2 separate regions of the Cricetulus griseus genome follow, and region 2 is linked to region 1. Evidence: chromatin contacts called from public Hi-C data. All regions are on one chromosome and are shown on one strand. The core of a region is the stretch at or near the end of the contact, and the rest is flanking DNA. Distances in the headings are between cores, read along the strand shown. Region 1 overlaps Slc38a9 (sodium-coupled neutral amino acid transporter 9). Region 2 holds the start of Plpp1 (phospholipid phosphatase 1).

Region 1 (6,202 bases), core at 180-2,679:
GATTTCCTCTAAATCATAATTGTGACACTTAATTGCTTCTTTATGTGATTATTTTCTCTTCTTTATTATCACTAAAGTATTTAACTCCTATGGCTCTTGGACAAAAAGCATAATTGGTTAATATGGGATGTAATTAGTAGAACACCGGGTGCTATAAACAGATTCTATAAACTTTTCAAATTTTTAATTTCTTTAAATATGAATATTCAAAATGTCAAATGTTTACATTCATTAAAAAGTGTTTTGCTTTGTTTCTGTTACCATGATAAAATACTATGACCAAAGGCAAGAGTCTATTTTGGCTTACAGTTCCAAAGAGGGAGTCCATAATGGCCAAGAAGGTAAGGGGGCAGTAACAGAGCAGGGCTGGCAAATCACATTTCACCTGCATATAGGAAACTAAGAGTGTCAGCCCTGAGTGTAAGTTCACAGCCTGCCCCTATGATGCACCTCCTCTACCAGCGTTCCATTTCCTCAAAGTTTCAGAAGCTCCCCAAACAGTGGGTCCCCAAACCAGTTGAAGACCAAGCATCCAGACCCATAAGCCCCCGGGTAGTTTTCTCACTGAAACCACAGCAGTTGATAATGGCAGGAAATTATGCTGGCTGTTTTCTTTACCCAATTGCATTTTAGAAGTTGGTGGTGATTTGCATTTTGTGTTTAACTTGACTTTATATTAATTTGAATGTCCAAAGACAAATCCAAATCAAGTTGGTGTCTAACAATAGTGTGTCACTAGTCTGTGATCCAAAGTGAAATGAATCCGAAATGTCACACACACTGACCCGGATGGCCCACTTTCACAGTCCGACGCCAACCTCATTAAGATTGTATAAACACATATTGTAAAACAGCTCTGATGGGACCCTCAGAATCCAAACAGTATTCTCCAATATGGTGATTTGTCTTTTTTTTTTTTTTTTAGAAAAAAAAAAGAAATCAGAATTATTTTTAAGAAAAGTATCTCTGGGACTTTGTTTAGTAGAATTTGGTTAGGAAATGCTAACACCTCCTAGCTCTGGCCACAAGCAGAAGCAGCTAGGTTCCACATATCTCAAGTGACTGTCCTGTATCTCATATCAGGCTATGGGGAGCCTTCCTTAAAGTCCTAATCTTCTAGGAAGACATATATCATGTTAATTGAAACCTAAGGTGACCATCCCTGGAAACTGTGGCTCTTCGAGTAAGTGTTGCCCCATTTCTGGCCAAAAGCTCTGGAAAAGTCGTAATTTCCAGAACCCTTTAAGCTTCTTTAAGTGAAATTACTTTTCTCCCACCAATTATCATTTGTTTCTTGATTTCTCAACTCTTCTGGGAAGTTAAAATAAGACTGTTTTTAAAAATTGAAAGAGCCACTTTGTTTATCTCAGACTATGCCTCATAGTCCCAGAGTAGCAATGAGGATGTTCCACCCCCCTCTGACTCTCAATCCCAAACAGTCCAGTAATGTTTAGTCACAGCAAACCTCAGGATACACTTGTTTAATTAACTAGTCAAGATTCCACTTAAATGGAAAATAACATTAGATGCTATTATCTAGGATTTTCTTGCATCTCCCCCAAAATAATGGGGTGGCTGGGGCCAGAGGTGCAGCTTAGTGGTACAACACTTGCCTAGCAAGCATGAGGTCCTGGGTTCTATCCCAGCACTACAGACAGAAAATAAAAAATGGGTCAGTAAGGTTCCAGAGTAATGATTCAATACTTGAGTACTTAGCCAATACCTGACCTTGTGTTAAGCGTGAAGCATGCTGTGGTGAACAGGCAAGGTGTGGCCCCAGCAGTGGAGCAGCCTTTGTCCTCCTTTCTGACCCAGCAACTGAGTCACCTTCCTTAGGTGACACTAAAGTGCCAGCATCACCCTCTCGGTGCCCTGTCTCAAATCCTGTGGCATATGATCTGAGGAGCTGAGTGTAGGAGCCCCTTGTGATAAGCGGGGCTTCCCTAAGTGAGCTGTGTCTTTCAGTGTAAAACTCCTCCACATCCCAGGTTAATTATAGCACTTAAATTATTTGTACAAAACCAGAAGATTCCATAGAAGAACAAACGATCAGTTGAGTGATCTATAGAGGTGACAGAGTTCTAGGTGAATCACTTCCTTTGTTTCTTTATTATTTATATAACAATTTTTTCCTTAAGCAATGTCTAAGATAAATCATGGCAAAGATTTGTAGAACTATGTTTACACACTGCTACCATAGAAGGTGCCTGCCTACTCTGAATCTTTAGTATAAGATAGATGTCTTTTAATATATTATTATCATTATTATTATTATTATTTAGACTCTTGTAAGTTCTCCTGGCTTTGACCTCACTTATGTAACCAAGGATAACCTAGAACTCTGTATCCTCTCCCTCCTGCTCCCAAATGCCAGGGGCATAGAGAGAGCTTTACCATGCCCAGCTGAGAAAGACCTTTGGTTACAAGGACAGGTCCAGGTCTTACACCAGCAGACACCTACATAGAACTGTCTCTTCAAGGAACAACACAGAATGTGGAGCCTCAGATAGAAAGTGGCCCGAACAAATGAGGAACCCTGATTCGGCTGTGTTAGTTTGAAAATGAAGGCAGTTTGGGACAGCCAAGAAGTTTAAGAGACTTGAGTAGTAGCAATGGGCACCATATCTGAGTTTCTCTGTGACCTGGGGAGCTAATTTTTTTTTCCTCTGAGACAGGGCTTCTCTGGTAGCCCTGGCTGTCATGGAACTCTCTCTGTAGACCAGAGATCAGCCTGCCTCTGCCTCCCGAGTGCTGGGATTAAAGGCAAGCACCACCACCACCGCCACCACCTGGTCAAGAACTTTAACCAAACCTGAGCTTTTATTTCTGGAAGGAGGACCAGATTAGATGTCAATCTAGTAATGGCTAATTTGGGATTCAAATAGGATATTTATCTTCTTTAGTTTGGAGAGTTTGTGTCTCCTCAAACTTGTGGCACTGTTCCAGCCTGCGTCCAGAGTGCTAGGATTCCAGGTGTGTGCCACCACACCTAACTTTTTTCTTCTTTTAAAGTCTTTACAGAGTACTAGTTTGCAAATAGTGATTCGTCTTTATCTGAGGGATGAGGAACTTCCAGGGCTCTTGGTGCAGGAGGCCAGCTTCCAAGGTAACATGTAAGTAAGGTAGCATCTATTTGTTTACATTCTGTCTCCTTCAGTAAATAATGTTTCTATTAAGGTTAAGGTCGGCTTTAGGGAGTTAACTGTTTTAGAAAAAAATTGGAAATTCATGTCATTTTTTTAAGAGAAGAAACTAAAACTTGATTCAAATAAATAATCTTAATTATTCATTAGTGTCATAGATGCACAAAGCCCAAGCCAGAACAAGAGACATGTAATGATGGTCCTCCATTTGGAAACTAAGACAGTGTCGTCCTTCTTGGTGCCTTTAGAACCCTGTTTAGTCTGAGAATGACTGTGCTTCTCCCCATGAAATACTTCCCACCACAGTGGAAAAGTGGGCATGGGCTTTGAAACAGAGAACTACAAATTAACAGAAGAGAAGACAGCTCAAGAAAAAACAAGTGGCCACACCACAACCCAGATAAACCTCAGAAATACATTCAGCCCAGCCAGGTGTACAAAACAAAAACCATCGTGTTCTTCTCTTCTTATGACCTGTCAAGAAACTCAAACTCATAAAGTCAGGCGATGTAAAGCAGGCATGGGGCAATGTTTACCAGTAAATAGCCATGGGAGACTTCCTAGCGACACAGGAATGTTGTCATCCTGGGTTGTGGTATTGGTTACACACTATATTTTTAACCAAAGCCTAATTAACCAGCTGGGATGTGGACACACAAGCCCATCTCTTTATACTTTAATGGGGAAAATGAAGAACCTAAATTTCCAGCAGGAATACTGTGTAGCTATTTAAAATAACTTCACAGGTGTGTAGCAAATGCCAGAAAAGATATCTGTAAAGTCAAAACTAAATGTGTAAAATTAAAAACCTTTGTTTGGACATATGCATGGGGGAAGGGCTTCATGTTTAACAAATATGAACTCTGGTTACCTCTGGGTATACCTGTTTATTGTCTTTTGTTTGCCAATATTGTCTAAAATGTTGAAATGCATTGTGTTATATGAGGTAAAAAGTAATAAATGCCTTTTCTTTTTTAAAAAAAAATGGCTTGTATTTTTTTCCACTTGAAACCATAAGTACCATTTTTTATATTATTGGCAAAATTTCTGCCAGGCATAGCAATACATGCATTTGATCCTAGGATCTCTGAGTTTGAAGCCAGTCTGGTCTACATATCAGATTTCAGGCCAGCCAAAGCTTCATAGTGAGACCTTGTCCCCAAAACAAATTCTGGGCCATTGAAATGACTCAGAGCATAAAGGTGCTTGCTGCTTTAAATTCAATCCCTGGGACCTACATGGTGGAAGGAAAAACCTGACTATTGAAAGTTGTCCTCTGAGCTCTGCTTGTACACCGTGTCACCTGTGTGCCCCCACACACACATGCACAAATATTGAAATTTTTTTCAAGAAATTTAAAATTCCATAATTGTGCATAATTTTAGTTTTTAATGGCTTTTTGTTTGGGGTGTAGGTTGATTTGATTTGAGTTTTGAAGCTGGGGTCTCACTATATATCCAGGTTGCCTGTGAAATCCATGTTTATTGATTGATAAAAGATAATCCCACCATTTGAAAGACTGAGGCAGAATTTCTATGAGTTGGAGGATAACCTGGGCCATAGAAAGAGACCCTGACACTAAACAGTACTGAGAGTGACAGTCAAATTCTATACTACCTTGATATATACTGAACCTTTAACACATGTTCCTGGCTTATTTATCCCACAAGAAGATGTGAGTTAGTGCAAAGGACGCAAGGATGACTTTGGACTGGTTGCTTGGGAACTGCCTCCCAGAGCAAGGTCCATTTGGATTAGAGTTTGGGGGAACTGAAAAAGAAAGAGAGAAAAGCTCTGAGTTCTTTATATAGAAAAATGACTCCCCACTGTACCCAAACCTCAAACTCACCAGTTATCCTTCCTGCCCAAATTTCCTTTCATCTTCTTTGTCTGCCTCAGTCTTGCAAATAGTGGGATTATAGGTATGAATGACCATGACCAAATTGTCACTGTCTTTTATCAATCAAAAAACCAAAACACCCCACTGACAATAAATGTTCTTGTTCGGAAGCTGAATTGGCACTCTCGTCTCCTGGGAGAGTGGGCTCACTTGGCCATGTACATGTTTAGATACTGACAAAAAAAAAAAAAAAAAAAAAAAGGACCAGACAAGCCTTGATGTCTGGTCCTAGCTTTCTCAGAGGCTAGCTGAGGAGACTGAGTATATGACAAGTGATTTCTTGATTGTGATGTTTCATTTGCAAACTGGAAGTGATAAACAATGCAACTCATACCTAACTCTGAGGGCATAGAAGGTTCTAGAACACACTGTATGTGCAAGGGCCTTATTAAACCAATGCACTGCACCAATACTGTTTCAGGATTGATTCTATCATTACATCTTTGGAAACTCTTCATAGGAATGTCAGGACCACTCCTTCTGACAGGACAATGAGTTGAAAGAAATCCTGTCCCCTTTCCTTTGTACTGTCAGTTCAGTCATTTCCAAGTGAGTAGGCAGTATGACATCTTGAAGTCAGGAGAACACAAAGCATGGATATAACTATTTACATCACACAAACAGGACTATATAGCCCTAACTCTATTGGGGAAAGCATTGCTCTTATTAAAAAAAAAAAGTATAGGAATATCATACTGCCTCTATCTGAGTCCAAAGAAGAAATAAGGTATTGATTCACAACAGTAGCCAGATCATACTAGAGAAATGGAGCTATGCAATAGATGTAGGGCTGTGAGATGTTATTTTTAAGAACTGGCTTACAGTTGTAGGGCCAGCAAGACCAAAGCATGTAGAGTAGGTTTCTCTGGGAGAAAAACTGACAGTGCCTCCCTGACTGAGTGATTTGCACAGTATTCTGTGGGGGCACCAGGTCTTCCTGAACTGATTGGATGAGGTTCACCCAATAATGGAAGGTAGTCTGCTTTACTTAAAGTCTACTGAGTAGAGCTGGGGGTAAGCACGGTTGTCTAGCATGCACAGGGTTCCGGGTCTGATCCCTGCACTGACTTAAGTGCTAATCATTCATCAAAGCCATATGGAAGCCTCCAAGAAATACCCAGATGTGTTCAACTGAGTAACTGGATAGCATCCCCAGATG
Region 2 (6,163 bases), core at 1,369-3,868, 73 kb after region 1:
AAGTTGATATTTCTTCTAAATGTGTATGGCTGTTATCTTCTGGAATCCAGACTATTGGATCACAGACAGCTATTCTTGGATGAAAGGTTTTTGATTCTAGTTCTTTATAGGTGATGTTCTGTATTTCATGTTTCATGTCATCAAAACATAGCCAATGTTTGTCTTAAACTCAGTGAAGCTAAGTTTGACCACCTGAGTCATGTGGTAACAGCCTGATCTCTTCTATAAAGGTAACCTTTTTTTTTTTTTGTCAATTATAAAAGATCTATGGGCAGGTGGCAGGATGTGGACCTCCAAATTCCCATAACCCAGTTGCCTAATGGTTTTAACATCTGTTCCTTCATATACATTTATTAGTTGGCACTTGTCATGGTTAGATTTTTTGTTGTTGTTAACTTGCCACATGCTATAGTAATCTGGGAAGAGGGAATCTCAGTTGAGGAACTGCCTCCATCAGACTGGCCTGTAGGGTCTATGGAACATTTTCCTGATTAATGATTGATGTATTTGGTAGGGTCCATATCACTGTGGATGGTGCCACCCAAAAGTTGGTGGTCCTGGGTGGTATAAGAAAGCTGAGCAAGCCTTGGAGGAGTAAGCCAGTGACAGTGTTCTTCTATGGCCTCAGCTTAGTTCCTACCTCCAGGGTCCTGCCTTGAGCTCCTGCCCTGGCCTATTTAATGATGAACTACAACTATAAGCAGAAATAAGCCCCTTTCTCCCCAAGTTGCTTTTGTTCATAATCTTATCACAGCAATAGAAACCAAGCTAGGGATTCATCTACATAGCGCTATGTAGTTGAGGTTGTCCCTGGAACTCTGGATTCTCTTGCTTCCACCTCTCAAGTGCTGGAAATACAGATGGGTACCATCTTATCCAGCATGTTCATCTCAAAGCTGCTTAGATAAAACTTCAAGTCTAGACTGTACCTGGCACATGGCACGAGCTTGGTAAAAGTTAAAAAATGAATAGTCATATCACAAGTGTTTTAAATTTATTATGACCTTGCCATCTGGGACTCATAACTCCAGCGGTAAGGGAAACAACAGAATAAAAAATGGCACACCTTTTTGGGGTATAAATTGTTGAAAGCTTCTAGAAACTATTCAAATAAGCTGAAACAAAAATATCTAATCTCATTAAAGGAAGAATATACTTTGTTTTCAAATACACATTTTGTTTGTGGTTTTATAGTTGCACTTGGAAATATACATCTGACTCCTCAGGGTTAACAACCTTCCACTTGTCTTTTGGGGTGCTTTGCAGGAAATGACTGAGAAGTAGAAGGTGTGTTTTGTGATATCTATTATACATCTTCATGTAAGAAGGTAAGCTCTGAAGACCTTGGCGTGGTGGCTCATGCCTATAGTGCCTTGGGAAGTAGAGGCAGGAGGATCCGGAGTTTAAGGCCATTCTCTGCTACACAGCAGAATGTGAGGCCCTCCTGGGTTATATGAAACTATTTCAAAAAAAGGAAAAAAAAAAGCTAAGGAGGAAACCATCTATTGTTAACATCGGTAGTGGTGGTTTAACTCTTTATAAACAATTTTCACATTACCTCCTCTTAGCCTCACCACTTCCTCTTGATTAGAACAGACAGCAGGAATCGTCAACATCCTCTTTTTACAAATTAGGAAACTGAGATTACTATTAAATGTGTTCTAAAGGCCTCCTGGGGCAGGGGGATTGCCACTATTGACAAATAATTATTAAGATGCAATTAACTCTTTACTGTGCATGTGAGCACCGTTGCTGCTAAACTACCGATCAAACCTAAGGTCCCTCCAAGAGAAGCCACAATTTGACCACCGGACACATCTCCAAACTCCTCCCAAATGAAGTCTCTATGAACTCTATTGTAGTAGGAGTCATGACTTGCCTGCTGAAGGGGAAACTCAGCTGGAGATTTGTAGCTGAGGAACAAAGGGCGTGAATGAGTCAGTGGACAGAAAATTACTAGCAGGACAACAATGGCGGGGGTATTCTTGCTAAGGGCAGACTGCAGATTTACATACATCAAAAATGGGAGAGCCAATCTGTTCCGACAGTTAAGAATCAAGAATGATCAGACAGCAAGGATTCTTGCTCAAATTAAGCTCAGCTAGAACCAACAGGAAGGCCAAGGTGCGGGCCTCTCACAGAAGCGGGCTTCGAGGTAACTAAAAAAAAAATTGGTGAGGGAGAGCCCGTCACGGTTCCATTCCACGGGAGAAGAGCGGCGACAGGACGCAGGAGCTGTGGCATGGTGTACCAGGGTTCAGCTCTCCTTTAAAGGAAGCGTCGCCTATCACTAAGGGCTGAATGGAAAAAGAGAGGGCTCCCAATCCCTGTAGCTCGCCCCGCCCCCGTCAGCCGGCTCCCAGATTCCGGGCGGGCTCCGCAAGCCGGCGAACAGGGGTCGGAGACGTTGATTGGCTGTACGCGCGGGCTGGGGTTCCCCCGACTCCGCCCACTGTCGCCTCCGCGCGCTCCTTCAGCCCGCGAGGCCGCGCACAGGCTGGAGCCGCGCAGCCGGGCGGGAGGAGCCGGAGCCCGCGTTCCTACCCCCACTCCGTCCCACCCCTCACGGGTCCTCATCCTTAAAGCTCGAGTCCGCTCGCCCCGCCTGTTGGGAGAGGGCAGCAGGCAGCCGAGAGCGTGCGGCCGCGGCGAGCCGGCGCTGACAAGAGCAGGCGACAGAGCGGCGGCAGCTGGCTCCGAGTTCCCGTGAGGGAGACAGTGAAGGAAGGATCCAGGTCCAGTCGCAACCCTGCGGGGTCGCAGCTTAGCTTAGCCTGGCCGATTCTGCCCTCAGTGTCCGAGGCGCAGTCGCTTGGGGCCGCCGCCACTCCGCGGTTGGGGCTCTTGGGAATAAGGTATCTGGACCCACCGAAGTTCGTTCCAACCGCCGCCCGCCCCAGGTAGTCGTCCTGCCGAAGACCATGTTCGACAAGAGGCGGCTGCCCTACGTGGCCCTCGATGTGCTGTGCGTGTTGCTGGGTACGTAGGCGCCGCGCCGTGCCGCGCCGCGGCCCGGGGGTCTTCCGGGCGGGGACTGCCGCGGAGCCGCGCACTGGTGTGGGGTGGGTGTGCCCGGCGCGCGCGCGTGCGCGCGCCGCAGCTGCGGAGAGAGTTGTGGGGAGCGGCTTGCGCAGCTGGGGGACCCCTCGCTTCTGCACCCTGCACTCTGGCTCCTGCGTGGGCTCCCTCTGCCTGTCTGCCGGTGCGCTGAGGCTAGCACTGCTTGGCCGCTCTTCTCGCCTGTGCTGCTACCCTGTTTCCCGGCCCACTCTACCAGACCCGGTGGGCTCCTCCCTCTCCACCATGCAGAGAACCCTAGTCACTGGCTCATCAGGTTCTTCAGTGAGGCTGGAGGTTTGATGCAGCCCGGCTTCTCAGGAGCAGGCTCCAGTGCCCGGTTTATCATAACGTGTGAGAAGCACTTTAAAGTTTTCGTCTATAAAAGGCTTAGAACGTTCCTAATTAGAAGGCGTTGCCAGGTTGTAAATTGTCAGGTTGCAAGAGGGGGTGAGGATGCCAGGTTTCTGCCTGGCGAGGTCTGTAGAAGCTAGCTCCCCGCCCCAATCCCCCGCAGGAGTCCTCCTGTTTCCTTCTTGCTCAGCCCTTGCCATGGTATACTTTTCTGTCTCCCGTGACAGCCCAGTAAGGAGTTCTAGACAGTTCTTTAGCCACAAAAAAAGTGGGCGTTATTTTCCTGATTGGAAGAATTCAGTTTTGGGGTCTCTGGTCATCAGCTGCTTGCTTATTCCTTTTCCGGGGTGGGGGTGGGGAGCTGGAATCATCTGGACGAGGGATAGGCATTGGAAGGGGTGGCTTCCACCTTTTTTCTGTATAGTCTCAGTTGTAAACCGTTGGAGGTTTGGTGGTGGGACTCTGGTTTAAGTAACTGAAGTAGTTCTGGCAAGTTCTCAAGGTGACTAGTGGCTTTTGCATCCTAGATACAAATCTGCATAATGACTTCTCAGAGATAGGAAAAATTTCCCCAGGCTTTTGACTATTCTATCAGCTTTTTAACTATTTCTCTTTCCTGCTTCCAACCTGACCATTTAGGTGCCTGCAATCTTGTCAAATTGTGAAAATTTTGGTACCCTCCCCCTTTTCTTAAAATGCATTTCTTAATTTCTTAGAGTTCTTTAAAAAAAATCTGCGCAACTTCTTTATTTACCAGGACACGCTCACCCCATAGTTTCACAGTGAATTGTACGGTTTAAAAGAGGGGATTCATGTTAGAACAATCTTTAGGAAGGATGTCATAGCCTGTAACCCAGGCACCTGTGAGGTGGAGGCAGGAAAATATTTAGTTCAAGTCCATCCTAGGCTACCTAGGGAGAGCTTGGGTCACTAAACAAAAACAGTCTTTATGGAAACATCTTTTCAGATGTTAGGTCATATTATTTTAAACTTAATTAGCTTATAAAATATTTTCTTTCACTCTTTTCTTCCTTCTTTCCTTTCTTTTCCCTCCTCTTTCTTTCTTCTTTCTGGACAGGGTCTTGCTGTGCAGCCTGGTTTGAAACTTGTGCCTCTTCTTCCTCAACCCTCCAAGGTGTTGAGAATATGTGCCTGGCTGAATTATGATGTCATTTTCCTATGGACCAAACCCTGATTAGGAGGCGGCAACAATACATACTACCCATAGGTAGCCACAGCTAATGTTATTAATAGGAAGCCACATGGTAGATCTATACTTTTAAAAAATTCATGAGTGAGCCTGGTGTTCTATCTCATGCTTGTAATCCCATCACTCAGAAGGTTAAGGTAAGAAGATTGTTATGAGAAGCTAGTCTGAGTTCAGGTCAGCCTAGGCTACAAAGTGAATCCCTATACTGAACAAATAAACTGACAAAGATCATGTGTAGTGGGAAAACATGTATGCAGTGAAATTTTATGTTATATTTTCTGGTGGCCTATATTTTCAACTTGATACATTCTGTTGAGGTTGGAATAATCTGACAGTTGATCCCACAGTTTCAGGAATACGATGTCCTTAAGGCATATACATACATACATACATAGTTTTTTTTTTTTCAAGACAGGGTTTCTCTCTGTAGCCCTGGCTGTCCAGGAACTTGCTCTGTAGACCAGGCTGCCCTCAGACTCACAAAGATTGGCTTGCCTCTGCCTCCCTCTGGAGTGCTGGGATTAAAGGTGTGAGCCATTACTGCCTGGTGGCATTGACAATATTTACAGTGTCTTTCCCATACCTCTTGGATGTTTTTGAAATATGATACCTGCAGTCCAGGCGGACCTAGAACTCACTGTGTAGCCAAGGCTGCACTTGAACTTCTGCCAGTCTTCCTTTGTCAACCTCTGAAGTGCCAGGGCAATAGACATGAGCCACCATACCCAGCTACGGTGTCTTTAGTAATTTGGAAAAAAAAAAAAAAAACTCTTTTGAGAGATTCCACATTAAGTTTTCTTTTTAAAAAAGATCTTCCTCTGTTTAAATCTTATTTTACTTTTGTATTTTTTTTTTCTTGTGTTGCTGCAGTAGTTTCTTTTAAAGTAGTTCAGTGTATTGTCAAGATAGTCCAGATTTCCCTTTTCCTAAGTAGAAAGTAACCTACTTATTTTAATTAGCTGTTATTGTACAAAATGCTGTTAGATTGAACAACATGAACTTTCCCAAATAACACTAAGGGAGAACAGCTAAACAGAACCTTTTAAGAGTGACTTTTGAAAAATAGGCTTAATAGTAAACTTACTCTTTTTAGAAGAGCCTAAGGATTGTACTAAAATTGGGATTTATTCACTTTACGGATAGCCAGAGATTGGCAGCCTAAGATTGCCTTTGCTTTAGGAAAACTTTCAGCGTGGCTTGAACATTTTCTTTTTTCCCCTTTTCTGTAGAGTGTCTACAGGTAAGGGTTGACTACATTGGCAGAAAAATGATTAAGCACTTCATAAGTATAGGTTATGTGAAAGTGATTCATAATTATAATGTGAATATGTTCCACATTCTGTTAATGACTACTCAACATCACTCTGTATACCCATTTTAATATGATGCTGTTACATGATTTCGTTACACAAATACTTTATAATTTTTATCCAGGGTGATGTCTTTTGAAGTGATCACTAAACATTATATGTATGTGTGTTTATGCATGTATTTGTTTGTAAATAATCTCCCTTAATTCTCCTATATGCATATATAAATTAT

The links. A called contact is a pair of places that touch in the nucleus more often than the background predicts.
Region 2: a Hi-C map of the CHO-K1 cell line shows a contact between it and region 1, with 2.4 times the contacts expected there. The contact joins the promoter of Plpp1 here to the enhancer-like site in region 1. A contact is called at or near these places in 2 of 8 Hi-C or Micro-C datasets (both in the CHO-K1 cell line).

The regions. Positions count from the first base shown.
Region 1 is chr2:330,632,467-330,638,668 of CriGri-PICRH-1.0, forward strand. Slc38a9 (sodium-coupled neutral amino acid transporter 9) reads left to right here. Exons shown (of 15, transcript XM_027401465.2): 15 at 1-3,500. Among named protein-coding and RNA genes, the nearest start is that of Plpp1, 71 kb to the right of the region's middle. Within about 2 kb of position 1,430, at least 1 of the 6 cell types and tissues checked has open chromatin away from gene starts, as enhancers often do. A contact at or near this core is called in the CHO-K1 cell line, where this site is marked.
Region 2 is chr2:330,704,099-330,710,261 of CriGri-PICRH-1.0, forward strand. It overlaps Plpp1 (phospholipid phosphatase 1), which reads left to right and starts at 2,619. Exons shown (of 6, transcript XM_027401454.2): 1 at 2,619-2,979. The coding sequence starts at 2,922.